Linked DNA regions of Mus musculus: all the other regions are linked to region 2. Evidence: chromatin contacts called from public ChIA-PET, HiCAR-type and promoter capture Hi-C data. All regions are on one chromosome and are shown on one strand. Each heading gives the region's core, a stretch centred on a gene start, on an enhancer-like site or on the middle of the called end of the contact. The rest is flanking DNA. Distances are from core to core; before and after follow the strand shown.

Region 1 (3,346 bases), core at 765-3,264, 420 kb after region 2:
TTAGTGGTTTGTGGATCAACTATGGCCTGAAAACCTGTTTTACTAGCTGTAAACAGGTTTGTGTGTAAGTGCTTTAATACCTTTGAAACCACTGTAAACATGAGAAATTCTAGATTTTGGTTCTCAAGAGAGTTGAGGCAACTCCAGTGCCCCTTCCCACATGGCTCAACTCTGCTCAGTGCAAAGGAGAAAGCACGTCTGAAGAATACATTCCAAGATGGCCTCATTAGGTACCAATGCCTGGTGGCACAAAGGCCAAATGCCCCAAGGTAGAGAGGCATGAAATGAAGGCCAACCCATTTTCATATTTTTCTTGGGAAGGTAAATCATTAACTGCATTTCCACACCCACTTGAGTTGAGGACGTCTGAGCTCATAGGAGCTACACTGACATTTCTTCATGCCTTCTCTCGTTACTATCAAGCAGGACGCAAAGGATATACAAAGATGGGGTGAGCACATCAAGGTCTCAAGGAGCGGTGGGCACTCCACAAAGAAGGGATCTAGGTCTGGAAGTGGCCAAGTAGAGTTACACCTTCCTCTGCAGGCACCAGAATCAAGTGAGCCATGGCCTATGTTTCAACAGGCTCAGCAGCAGGCACATTTTTGTTGGCAACTCTCAATTCTAGAATTGTTGCTCTCATTCCTGATCCTCTTTACTGACAGACTACACACACACACACACACACACACACACACACACACACATGCCTGGTTCTAGAGGATACTGTAGTTGATGGCTACAAGTTTACCAGGAAACTTAGGTTTCCTGGCAAAATCCAATCATAGGTTAGATTAACACATGTCTATGACCTGTGCCAATGGCAACATCTTGAGGCTCCCTAACTGTTACCCATCATGAAGCAGCCAATGGATGGGTTGTAAGTTTCAGATGGCCTAAGTAAATGGCTTGTCATTGCTATGCAGCCTGAAATAATGCTTATTTTAAAGAGATTACTAACATTATATTTATGTGTTTGAGTCTGTATGTGATGGAGAGAGAGCTTTATACCTCTCATCTCAAACTAATGGATGCATAGGTCAAACAAAGTGTGAAGAGAAAGCACATCTCTTCCTTAATCATGAGATTTACAGTTACTAGTAACAGAAATATGCACAAATCATCTCAATTTTAAGGTAGCAGAAGGAAAATAAGAAGTTAATATACTCTCTAAATTGACCAATCTTTTTAATCCTACTTTTTTTTTTTTTAATGTATGGAGTGAGGTTGCATTGCTGAATATTTTGGCTATAGTGATGGTCACTGCAACTCACAGTCAAACTCAGAAAGTTGGGGTTGGGACCTCACCATACTGCTGCTGCCACTTAATGAACCTTTTTAAGAAAACAAAAGTTACTTATCTCAGAAAAAAAAAATCCATAGCTAATACAGGCTCCCTTCCCTTAAATTCTTTTCTGCCGCCAGTCTTTTGCTTGCCTGGCAGTTTAGTATTGCTATGAGAGTTGCTTTACAATGTTCAAGAGATTTTTTTAACAAAAAAAAAGTGTTAATGCAATTTATTTTCAAAGAAACTAGAATAATGGAAAAAAATAAATTGACTTACAGTCCCAGACATTTTGTCCAGTTCGCTCATGGCCTCGTGAATAGCAGCTTCTAAATGGTTATTTAGTTTCCCACTTCTGGAAGCAATGAAAACAACATACCAAATTAACAAATTAAAGAAACAAAAGCCTCAATTTAATTCCCTAATCAGAAGACAAAAATATCAATTCTACCAGAGAAAGTCAATCTAGATTCACATCTGGGAAGTTCAGGCGATAGAGCATCGTCCTGGGGTTCCCAGCACTGAACGCTAACCATTAAAGTAACACGGCCGCTAAGGTTAGCACAGGAAGTCCCCTCCACTGTGTGTTTCTTCTGCATTTCATGAAGAGGACTGGGTCAGGAGCTCTGTGGTCTCCAAAGCTGTGCTTCCTACCAGGAAACAGGCCGTGGCCAGGACACCGAGGCTGAACTGCAAGTTCTGGCCACTAGGGAGCTCCCTCCACCCTTTCTGGATCATCTCAGCTAAGCACAATTGAGCAAAACGAAAGCTACATTTTGGTGCGTGGCTAAGAACAGCTTATTACCTCGTTACACCTGAGGCTCGGAGGCTGGTTTCGCCACAGTTCCCTTTAAACCGAAATGACGTGATCCTTTCAACAGACACACAAGGACTGTCTCAGAAGCTTCTGACTATTGCTTTCCGATCAGCATTCCATGAGTAACATCCCATATGTGCCATTTTTAAAAAAACGATATCGATGAAGCTGTTGTGCCGGTTAGGACAGTCAGGCAGTTCTCTGTGGCTATACATTCTTTGCCTACCCTACCTTATTTCTCATGTACATATGTAAATCTTACGCCACAATCTTCTAAATATGCAGGCAATCTGCTAGCATTCATCCCATCAGGACAACTGACAGGAAAGCCCTGAAGTCAGGAAACTCCTATAGTGAGCTATCTGTTACCATGGCTTCCCAAGAGTTAAGTCCTATCTATCTATCTCGGTGTCTACATGGAGGTTGGAAATTTGCAGCCGTGGGAGAAAACGCACGTTAACTTCAGTGTAATGCCTTCAGGTGAAGTCTCTCCACTTACCACAGTGTTCCCAAGGCTTTATCCACTATAGAAAACGACCTGATAACTCCTCTATTTTGTTTTCCCTGTGCTTTACAGACACTTAGTTGTTCATCTTTGAGTATTACACTTTTAGGCACACCATGAAGGCTCCACATATTTGCTAAGTGGATTTGTCCACAGTGAACATAAATGGTCCTATATCTTATTAAAACAACTGTGCAGTTAAGTCAGTTCTATTGGAAGGATAGATCAACCTACTAACTTAAACCAGTTGTAAGGACACTACCAACAATTCCCTCCAGCATGCTCTTAATGATCTTCCCCACCCTGCAAATGCAGAGAAGTTCAGGGAACAAAGTAATCCCAACATACCCACTCTCCAGAATGGGTTGTTAATAAATGACATGTTCTTATTAAGTATTCTTTTAATCAAAAAGATAAATCTAGTATTTCTACGTGGTCACTATTCTCAGTCACACTCACTCCCCTATGTCTCCCTAGCTCATGTTTTATATGATACACCATGGACAGAATCGCTTTATGTACTTATACATATAAAAAGCTGTCATGATACACAATTCATCTGTTCCTGCTCCTGTATCATCATCACCATCACCACCACCACCACCACCATCATCACTACTACTATTTTGAGATAGGGTCTTGCCAATGTCGACCTGGAACTAACTCACAATGCTAGGATGGAAGGCATGCATCACTACATCAGTGTTCCTGTATCTTTATTTGGGACATCATGGTACTT
Region 2 (3,279 bases), core at 470-2,969:
ACAGGCGTGCCATGGTGAACTCCTCCTCAATGACCCCGTTCACATCTGCCAGCTGAGCACAGAAGGACACATCAGAAGTCTGTGAACCCTAACCATGGGTCCCTGAGACAGCCCTAGCTTTGGGGCAAACATTGTAGCCACAGGGGAAGCCAAAAACATACATGTCGAAGTCACCATCAAGTCCTCAGAGATTGCACACAAGAAAGTTCCCACCAAAACCCACATCAAACGTGCTCCTCTGTTAACCATACACTTCCTTATAACCGATTTGAGGATAGAAAGGATGATACGAGAAGAAAAACTATTGAAGAATTTATGAAGGAGAACCCTCCTCAGAAGCCCCACCCTGCATGTCTACAACGGTGACCCAATGTCCCTAGTGGGGGCCCTTCATAATCTCGCCTGTAGAGAAGAAGTTCCACCCAGCACTTCAATTCTCTTCTCCACACTTTCCGTAGTGGTGAGGAGCCTGATGTCTACATGCAATGGCTGAACTATAAAAGACTTTCACCACACTCTTCAAACAGAACCTCTAATGCCAGAGAATGCACCAATCGCCCAGTGCCTCCTCATGTGAAAATTTCCATGCTTAGCCATCTGCTGCTACCAATCTTTTCCTTTGCCTTTTTGGAGCTGCCCTTCCAAGTAGACAGTAACCTACTCTGATAAGATATCTAAGAACAAGCCTAAGTTAACACTGACAAGAGATGGTTCTGACAGAATTCCTGAATGAGGTATATCTGGTTTCTAACTTTCAGAACTCCACTAGAAAACAAAAATGGAGACAAGGTATTGGGTTAGACCCATCTGCTAAGATGCATGGTATACAAGCTGAACCATGCAGAAAAGTAGCTTTGTGTGCACTATGTTTAACCACCAGAGGGCAGCCTTGCACCTTAGGAAGACTATGTCCCAGCAGAATCTAGCCCAGGAACGCCAGCAATTTCTGATGTTCGGTGTCCTCCCATCAGCCCCCTCTCTGCCCCTCCCACCTCCTCAAATGTTATCATTGCTGTCATTAAATCACATATTTTTCTGTGTAAACATTTGAGAACTGAGATAAAATGATATTGGGTATGAGCCCTAAATATTGGTAGCAAACATGAAGTATACAGTTTTGCGTTCCTGTATTGTGATTTATTAACCATATAAGAATTCAATACCACCTAACAATGACTGCAGCACAATACTAAGTGACCAGCAGGAAAAGCTACAATTATCAGCTGTGACTCCCCATCATGGAGGCCCTTGCTAAACGTGAGTTGGGTTGGTGACTGAGATTTGCCTCCCGATACTGCTCCCCGTTCTATCCCTCCCATAATGCAACAGCACAGATACACTGGCAGCCTTTGCCATTGGTCCAGCATGGAAGGAGGCTCTCTGAGACTACCGTGATCTGTAAGTGAGAGTCATCAATGAAATTAGCTAAGGGCATCTAGTGTCTGGAACCTAAAAATAATCCCAAAGCATGCAATTAGGTATTTAAAAATCCTCTCATCATACTTAGGATTTCCGGCAGGAAGGACCTTTAATGGCAAAGCACAGACACGCTTTGAGTTCACTAATGTGTTCCTCAGCTCAGTGTAAGATCTTAGCATAAAAATATCTTTTCTTATTGTTATCAGCAGGAGGTGCCAACGTCCCACAAATCCACTCCATGAGGTCCTGCGAGCCTTTAATCAGCCCCATGTCAGAACTACACTGCTCAACAGCAACATGTGGCTCTAAACATTAACCGTCAAGCACAGACCAGCCTAGCCGTGACTTAAAAGCTTAACCTGGCAGGGCCTGAAACCGCTGCCTTGCAGCTGCCCTAAGGCTACATAAGATTGGGAATTTCTGGTATATAGTCCCCTCTCCTGGATAAAAGTGGTTAGTGATACAGCACACTGGATGTAAATGAATAAAGACTTGACAGTTGGTGCTACAGCAGTGATCTTGCTACGAGGCAAAAGCGTAAAGATATGAAAATGAAAGTAGCTAAGGATGGGCAGAGAGGAAACACAACAGTCGGGTCCTGTGGATTGTGGAGCCACTGCAATGAAACCAAATTGGGTTCTCTAACTTTAATAAGCCACGAGTCATCTTGTTAAAACACAGAGTCCGCTTCAGTATGTCTGAGGTCAGCCTGGGGTCTAAATTGCTAATTAGCCCCAGGTGATGCAGATGACCCTGAGTAACAAGGCCTAGCCTCCTCCTGTTACACATAATTAAGTGTGGTTTACTCTTTCAGCCCCTGCTAGCTGCCTATGACTTTCAGCTGGAAGCTTTCTCAATTCGTACTGCTTGGCTGGAGAATTCTCACTGCATTGGGCTGGGGGGGTGGGGAAGGGTGGGGACTGAGACCTGGCCTGCAGCTTCTCCCAGCTGAGCCCCAGTGTGAGAGCATTGCAGGTAAGGCTAAAGAAAAAAAAAAACAAGCCACACAAAACCAACCAAGACTGGAAGATGCCCCCCAGATCTGAAAGGCAAACTGTTCCTCTCCATCCCCTCCCCCAGCCCCTGCTTCATGCGCCAGCTCTCCTTTTTCAGCATGCGCCAGGTGCAGAGTACAGCCCTGAGCCTCAGGTGCTGCAGAGCTTGACTCGGATCACACCAGTCAGGGTAGGAACAGAGAACACAAGTCTGGCTTACAGTCTTCACATCGTTGGTGCCAATAATTCCGCCTATCTCCCCCAGGTCCTTGAGAAGCAGGTTCAGGATCTCTGTGGCCCTCTTTTTCTGGTGGTTACTAAGCTCTTGCAGCTGACTCAGCTCTCGCTGGGTGGTTGTCAGTGTCGTCTGGAAAACAAAGTCAGCCACAGGTTACCAAGGTGGCCCATGAATTTCCACCTGTGACCTCCAGAGCTCAACAGCCCATGCCAGACCCAGCTCTTTAATCACTCCTCTGATCTCAGTGGAAAAGCACTCTGAAGGCTGACTGCTGCGTAGCACTTGGTTCTGATACAGAAACTTAATTCAGAGATGTTACCTTGTAAAACCAGCTATGTATTATTACTAGATATGTATTATTATTATTATTATTGGTTATATCGACGCTAGCAAAGTGAGTTACTGTAAATGAATTCAGGGCCCAGAGCAGGGCTCACTGGGTCAAGGTAAGAACTGACTCCAGCAAACTGTCCTCTGACCTCCACCCAGGTACCATGGTACGTGAACATAAAAATAAGTAAATTGTAGTAAGGCCTTTTAAATAAATAAGAGGTTGGAGAGAGAGCTCCGTCTGTAAGGTGCTTGGGGCACAAGCATAAGGACCTAGGTTTGAATCCTGGAAGCTCT
Region 3 (3,227 bases), core at 540-3,039, 400 kb after region 2:
GGGCCGCTAGAAACACAGAACCGGAAGCTGCTGCACGCAGACATGAAACAAGGAGATCCTGATTTCCGCTGCTTCTCATCTGTGCATTCAGGGTTTTATGCGGCCTTGGTAGAACCTGCCTCTGACAGATACCCCTCTGACACTGAACAGCCCCCCAAACCCAGGAGAGAGAAGGGATAAAATCTTGAGGACCTGGGTCCGTTTTGATTTTGGTACCAACCTCCTTTAGCCTGCCAGGTGCCTGTCTCCTTGTTAGTCAGATAGGCTGCCTGCAAGATGGCAAGATGTCCCAGACTGTGTGGCTTAAGCAATAGACAAATATTTTTCAGTTCTAGATGCTGGACGTACAAGAGCAAGGATCAGTGGGCTCTCCTTGGCTTGCACATGGCTCTTACAGTGTCTTACCACTGATGTACGCATTTCCTAGTTTCTCTCCTTTTTCTACAAGGACAGCAGTCCTATTAGATTTCGATGGACCTTAATCACCCTCTCAAAAGGTCCTATTTCCTACTGGAAATAGATTTTTGGAGGGGACAAACACTCTGCAGTCTCCCCTTAACGTCCTCAGGAGAGGATTCTCTGGGTGAAGTTCCACCTGTCACACAGCTCCTTCTGTGTTCCTATGCCAGGTGGCTTCAGGGGTCACCTCTCTCTTGTTAGAATTATCTAGTGGCTGAAGACTGAAGAACCAGCTTTTCACATTGAACTAACTTGATTTTGGTTTCCTCACTGATGCAATCTCTAAGGAGGCCCCATAGTTCTCATCTCAAAGAATTATCATGAGAAATAAAAGAATCATTTTTAAATGTAGAGTCCAGCCTTTGAAAGATACTGAGGGCTACTGTCACCTCTTATTCAGGGTCCCTGGCTTCTGTCATTGCATCTATTTCTCTTCTGCAACAGGGTTCCCTCCTAGACATATTTGAGCTGGCCTGGAAATCGCCATCTTCCTAATCCTGACAGCCTTTCTAATACTGAGATTACAGGCACCTGTTTGCTAGGTCTAGATTCCAGCTGTCTAAATGTTCTCTCTCTTCCAGCTGCTTCCATAGTCCTTGTAGCCTAGGCATGGACATCACCCAGTGATAGCCACTTCATTCTCACCAACTTGATTTTTTTTTTTTTTTAAATACAAAGACCCATAATGAATCTTTTTTGGTGGCATTTGGCAAACAGTTCCTAAAGGAACTTAAATGCTCCCTACTCATCATTTTGTCTCATTGGTCAAGGAAACCTAGTTAGGTCTTTCTGATTGGTCAAGGGAACCTGGTTAGGTCTTTCTGATTGGTCAAGGAAACCTAGTTAGGCTTTTCTGATTGGTCAAGGGAACCTGGTTAGGTCTTTCTGATTGGTCAAGGGAACCTGGTTAGGTCTTTCTCTAATCAGGCCCCGCCTTGGCTCAGTCATCCAAATCTGGGAAAGAACCATTTTCTCGTGTACTCAGTCGTTGGACAAGGAAGGGTGAAAGCCAGAAAGGAGCACAAAGAGGCACCGTGTGCACCTGTGCTTACGTCATCACTACGCGCTACCACTTCATATCTCTGCCTTTCCCAAACATCTTAGAACAAATGACCTTTTAAAATGGCCTTTCTTTCTCTCTTCCTCTTACAGCCCTCTTAGCACCTGACTGCCCCTCTAGCCACTCTCCGGGAACTATTTCCATGCACTCCTATTTATCTTCTGGAAATTGTCCACAGAGACCTCAGTCCTTTACTTGAGCTCCTTGACCCAGTGAGACATCCTGTGTAATGGTTCTGCTGTTTCCTGTGCTGACTGCTAACCAGCCTGAGGTTCCCCTGCTATATGCCTCAGATTTCCGACTTCTGGACTTCAGCGGATTCGTAGGTATCTTAGACTGTAAGCTTCTACGAGACAGAAACAACATCTTCAAAGTGACCAGAAAGGACTGTTTAAGTGATTACCGACAAAGGCAGAATCGTAGGATGTGTATTTCCACACAGTGAGGGATCCAATTGAGGTTATGTCCCTACTTAGAATTCAGTATGAGAAGGGGTCAGAAGTCTGTCCTCTTTGGTACTGTGGATGGTTATCTGAAGGGAAAACACAACTACCTTTAGAATTCGATAGTTGGAGAGACAGGAAGCTACAAAGCCACAATGTGAAGCCAGAATTTCCTGAGTTTGATAGAGGAAATCAAAGCATGTTATAGAAAATAACCAACACTTAGTGTTTGGTGGCTATTTTCCCCTCTGAAAGATGATACTCTCTACTAGGCACCTGTAGCAAGTGGTAGCATGTGTCCTGGGTCAAGAACAGGAAGCTCAGATGATGATCTAGATTGGCCCAGGTCTGTGCCTTCAATGAAACAGGTAACTCCCACTGCCCTCAGGGACCAGAGCCAGAGATCACAAAGCTCTTTGTCAAGCACAGAGAGAATGATCTATCTGGTTCTCACCTTAGTGTTGGCTTAGTTTCAAGGGTTGGACTTTGTGTCATAGACTAATTTGAGAAATTTTGTTTAGCAGATGGAGTCTCTGTATCCAAGGCTGGTACACATTTCTTCCTTAGCTTCTCCAGTTCTGGGGATTAAAGTTGTGAGCCACCATGCCTGGCTGATATGCATATATATATATATATATATATATATATATATATATATATACATATATATATATATATATATATACATATATATATATATATATGTATATATATATATATATATATATATATGGATTGAATGAGACTCACTTTCCTATTAGATTCCTGTTCCAGAGTGGGCAAAAGAAGGTGAAGAGGCTACCAAAGCTGGATTTAGTTAAGTGAAGCTCACCTGTGTGTGCCTGTGGTAGGAGGCATATACACTGAGGGACACATGTTTGGTAGAGACATGATCTTCCTGGAGTAGAGTTGTCCTAATACCAATTACTGGGAAGGATGAAGAGGCTTTGGTCACTTTGTTGAAAGCATGAACTACTTGTTACCATGCATGAGTTAAGAACTCACAAGTCAGTTCCCTATCATTAAGAACTGATTCGAAGCCATTCTTGGTATAAAACTCAGCCTCGAAACCAGCTAGAACAAGAAATTCAATTACAGCAAATCCATGGTAATTCCCCCACCCCAATTTCACCTTTAGACTTCAAGAAATTTAGGGAGAGTTTATAATGAACAGCACAAGGATATCTTTCTTGTAAATCTCTTCACAGGAGCAAATCTTTTAAAGTCTCCTCGTGAAAAGTCTCCTCTGGATCCCCCGATGGAAA
Region 4 (3,148 bases), core at 363-2,862, 320 kb after region 2:
AGGGTTTCTATTCCTGCACAAACATCATGGCCAAGAAGCAAGTTGGGGAGGAAAGGGTTTATTTGGCTTACACTTCCATACTGCTGTTTATTATAAGGAAGTCAGGACTGGAACTCAAGCAGGTCAGGAAGCAGGAGCTGATGCAGAGGCCATGGAGGGATGTTCCTTACTGGCTTGCTTCCCTTGGCTTGCTCAGGCTGCTCTCTTATAGAACCCAAGACTGCCAGCCCAGAGATGGTCCCACCCACAAGGGGCCTTTCCCCCTTGATCACTAATTGAGAAAATGTCTTACAGCTGGATCTCATGGAGGCATTTCCTCAACTGAAGCTCCTTTCTCTGTGATAACCCCAGCCTGGGTCAAGTTGACACATAAAACCAGTCAGTACAGGGGGTAAGATAAATACAGAACGGGGATTTGTTCAGCTACCGTAGTAGAGGCGGCAAGCATAGGTGAACCTCCCTTTCAAGTTCTCTAGGCACAACATCCCAGGGACCCTTTTAGGGTTTTTCATGAGTTATTTCATCCTGAGTCACTCAGAAATCTTACCAGAAATGGTATTTGGGAAATTCATTCATGGCTGCAAACATGATGAAGACACTAAGGAGTGATGGAAATGATCGTGGATGCTGTGAAAACAACCTACTACACTTTGCAAAGAGAAGCCTGCTTCTCTGTCTGCTCCCGTGACAGATTTTTCCAGACTTCATGCAGGAAAACTAGGCATGGGACACAGGAAACAGGGCTCAGGAGTGTGTGCAGACAGCCCTGTGCCCTCATCTCCTCATGAGCAGTTCACTTCTCTATGGAGCCTTTGAACTTGTCTGATGCTAACGTCTTCCCATACTCCAAAGGCTAGAATCTTCAGAGGCTCAGCTGCCAGGCTGGTGCCTAAGAGGGACAATGGCAATAGTGAGAAGTCATTCAGGGTCCTGGCACTGGGAAGAGGCAGAGACCTCGAGGAAGTCTATGAATGGCTTCTGATGCCGTTTAGAGAGTATGAAGTCTTCCTTTCTCCTTTTGCTGAAAACTCCCACTGGAACTGAAAGGAACCTCTGTCTGATTTATTTCAAAAGAGAGTCTGTAAAATAAATAAATAAATAAATATGCTGAACATTATACAAGTAGCTCCTTACTGGCTAATTTTCAGAGCTAAATATCTGAACTGCTCAAAAATACTTTTTTCTTACTATTCAAAGGGAATGAGAATGGCACTTGACATCAGATACATTTTTTAAATATACATATTCTCTCTGTCTGCTGGAAAGATTTAAGCAGGTTCAGAAACAATTTTTAGGGAGTGAGCTGGTCCCTAACAAGTGTTCATCACGACAAAGTCAACTTCAGAAAGGAACGGTGTTCTTGCCCACAGTACTCTACGGTATTGTTATTATTTGGGATCAGCAAACTCTGAGATTTCTAAGACGCAGCAGAGCCATCCTGTTTCCATGTTCATTTGCCAGGTGAAAAAGTTAGAAAGAGTATGGCAGGGTCCCTCTAGGGTCATGGCTTATTCGAGGTGTGGAATTTAGCAAGCCATATAAGCAATATGTAAAGGAAGATGTGCACCACCACCTCACTTCCTGCACATCCAGGAAGCAGGCACAAAGACGGAAGCAACCATGCTTCAGAGGTAGGTAGAGCTGCTGCAACAAGATCATTCAAAATGAGGCTGAGTCATTTAACTGACAAAGACCCATTCGGATCACTGCAACAAGCATTGAGAGCAGTGGTTCTTTTGCCTCTGGAGTGGTCTATAAAGGATCAAGGGACCCAAGAAGAACCACACATCCTAGCCACCAAGGGCATGAGAACCGCGGTGGAGTCAGGCGAGGGAGAGAGGAACTGTCACATTCGTCCAGTTCCTACCGTCAACACTAAGCTGTTCTTCCTCATCTTGTTATTTCTGCCTTTTTTTTTTTTTTAGTGTTTGCTTCCTCATCTCGTAGTTTCTGTTTCCTTTGGCCTTTCTGCTCATGCATAGACCCAGTGGCACCTTGTAATTTCTCTCAGTGCTCCTCGGCTTCAGCCCCAGATTCGGCTTTGCTTGGCCTCATTTACTGCTTCCTCATCCTGTCTTCTAAGGAGAGTTTTATAGCCTGGCTCATCCTCTCCTGTTCAGTAGCCCCTCTATCCTGTGGTCTGCCTTCTGTGGTTTCCGTTACTCATGGTTAATGTCAGCCTGGAAATTATTAAGTGGCAAGTGCCATAAATAAATAATTTATAAATTTAAAAATTGTTAGCTTTTCTTCTCTCTCTCTCTCTCTCTCTCTCTCTCTCTCTCTCTCTCTCAACGTTTCTTTTCTTCCTCTCTTTCCAGGGTTTTGCTATATAGGTTAGTCTTCAAATTTGCACACCGCCTTCCTAGTCCTGCCATGTCTTCCCATTCAGCTCTCCCTCCCCCCTTTGTCTCTGTCTCTTTGTCTCTCAGCATCTCTACCTCTCTGTGTGTCTCTCACTCTTTGTCTCTCTGTCTCTCTCCTTCTTTGATATTGTGTGGATATGGAGCACAGGGCTTTGTGCTATTGCATGCTAGAGCAGCACTTCATTACTGAACTACATCTTCAGTCTGTGTGTGTGAGTGTGTGTGTGTGAGTGCGTGTGTGCATGCGAGTGTGTGTGCATTCGAGTGTGTGTGCATACGAGTGTGTGTGCATGTGTGTGTGAGAGTGTGTGTGTGAGTGCATGTGTGTGTGTATGTAAGTGTGTGAGTGCATGTGTGTGTATGTGAGTGTGTGTGTGACTGTGTGTGAGTGTGTGTGTGTGTATGAGTGTGTGAGTACATGTGTGAGTGTGTGTGAGTGTGTGTGTGTAGGTAAGGTCTGACAGCATTGCCAAGACTGGCCTCGTCTCCTGTCTCTGCCTTCCCAATGCTGTAATAATAAGTGTGTTCCATCATGACCATCTCACCCTCAAGTTTCTTGTTGAAAGACAGCAACGTAAGATCAGACATGAGAGAACACAGAGAGTGAGCATTTCCTACCTCACCTCTTCTGCCCTTGATACTGTGATCTTTCAGTGGCCTTATCTCTCTAGATTCCATCTCTTATTACTTGGCTCCTTCAGCTGTTCAGTTTCTTCTTCCTGGGCATCAAGCCAAACTTGGTGTGATAACATCCCATCATTGCTAGACCGTTGGGCCCTCTGTGT

The links. ChIA-PET counts read pairs in DNA pulled down with a chosen protein or histone mark. HiCAR-type assays count read pairs that join an accessible place to other places. Capture Hi-C pulls out chosen DNA fragments and counts their contacts.
Region 1: a HiCAR-type map of Th17 cells shows a contact between it and region 2, with 12 times the contacts expected there. The contact joins two enhancer-like sites. A contact is called at or near these places in 2 of 15 datasets of contacts at CTCF or cohesin (large pre-B cells and pro-B cells), 39 of 484 Hi-C or Micro-C datasets (the Ba/F3 cell line, CD4 T cells, the G1E-ER4 cell line and 27 more), 16 of 115 datasets of contacts at active chromatin or transcription factors (the 230-238 cell line, the NIH/3T3 cell line, PVALB interneurons and 11 more) and 3 of 9 other capture datasets (adipose tissue, embryonic stem cells and liver).
Region 3: a contact with region 2 is called in an RNA polymerase II ChIA-PET map of memory CD8 T cells, with 22 read pairs. The contact joins two enhancer-like sites. A contact is called at or near these places in 1 of 15 datasets of contacts at CTCF or cohesin (large pre-B cells), 8 of 484 Hi-C or Micro-C datasets (the C2C12 cell line, LSK cells, bone marrow-derived macrophages and 3 more), 11 of 115 datasets of contacts at active chromatin or transcription factors (the 230-238 cell line, the SCID.adh cell line, T-cell acute lymphoblastic leukemia and 7 more) and 3 of 9 other capture datasets (adipose tissue, embryonic stem cells and liver).
Region 4: a promoter capture Hi-C map of adipose tissue shows a contact between it and region 2. The contact joins two enhancer-like sites. A contact is called at or near these places in 4 of 39 promoter capture datasets (the C10 cell line, cranial neural crest, liver and 1 more), 1 of 15 datasets of contacts at CTCF or cohesin (pro-B cells), 4 of 484 Hi-C or Micro-C datasets (bone marrow-derived macrophages, centroblasts, pre-B cells and 1 more), 7 of 115 datasets of contacts at active chromatin or transcription factors (acute myeloid leukemia, bone marrow-derived macrophages, double positive thymocytes and 4 more) and 3 of 9 other capture datasets (adipose tissue, embryonic stem cells and liver).

What each region holds. Positions count from the first base shown.
Region 1 is chr2:49,311,944-49,315,289 of GRCm38.p6, reverse strand. Mbd5 (methyl-CpG binding domain protein 5) reads right to left here. Exons shown (of 17, transcript NM_029924.2): 16 at 1,565-1,640. Among named protein-coding and RNA genes, the nearest start is that of Gm25215, 85 kb to the left of the region's middle. Within about 2 kb of position 2,014, at least 94 of the 459 cell types and tissues checked have an H3K27ac peak or open chromatin away from gene starts, as enhancers often do. A contact at or near this core is called in the G1E-ER4 cell line, the SCID.adh cell line, Th1 cells and 11 more, where this site is marked.
Region 2 is chr2:49,732,206-49,735,484 of GRCm38.p6, reverse strand. It overlaps Kif5c (kinesin family member 5C), which reads right to left. Exons shown (of 26, transcript NM_008449.3): 15 at 2,635-2,781; 16 at 1-52. Among named protein-coding and RNA genes, the nearest start is that of Gm46738, 13 kb to the left of the region's middle. Within about 2 kb of position 1,719, at least 127 of the 459 cell types and tissues checked have an H3K27ac peak or open chromatin away from gene starts, as enhancers often do. A contact at or near this core is called in the G1E-ER4 cell line, the SCID.adh cell line, Th1 cells and 14 more, where this site is marked.
Region 3 is chr2:49,332,328-49,335,554 of GRCm38.p6, reverse strand. No RefSeq gene overlaps it. Among named protein-coding and RNA genes, the nearest start is that of Gm25215, 65 kb to the left of the region's middle. Within about 2 kb of position 1,789, at least 7 of the 459 cell types and tissues checked have an H3K27ac peak or open chromatin away from gene starts, as enhancers often do. A contact at or near this core is called in memory CD8 T cells, where this site is marked.
Region 4 is chr2:49,415,990-49,419,137 of GRCm38.p6, reverse strand. No RefSeq gene overlaps it. Among named protein-coding and RNA genes, the nearest start is that of Gm25215, 19 kb to the right of the region's middle. Within about 2 kb of position 1,612, at least 120 of the 459 cell types and tissues checked have an H3K27ac peak or open chromatin away from gene starts, as enhancers often do. A contact at or near this core is called in adipose tissue, bone marrow-derived macrophages, centroblasts and 4 more, where this site is marked.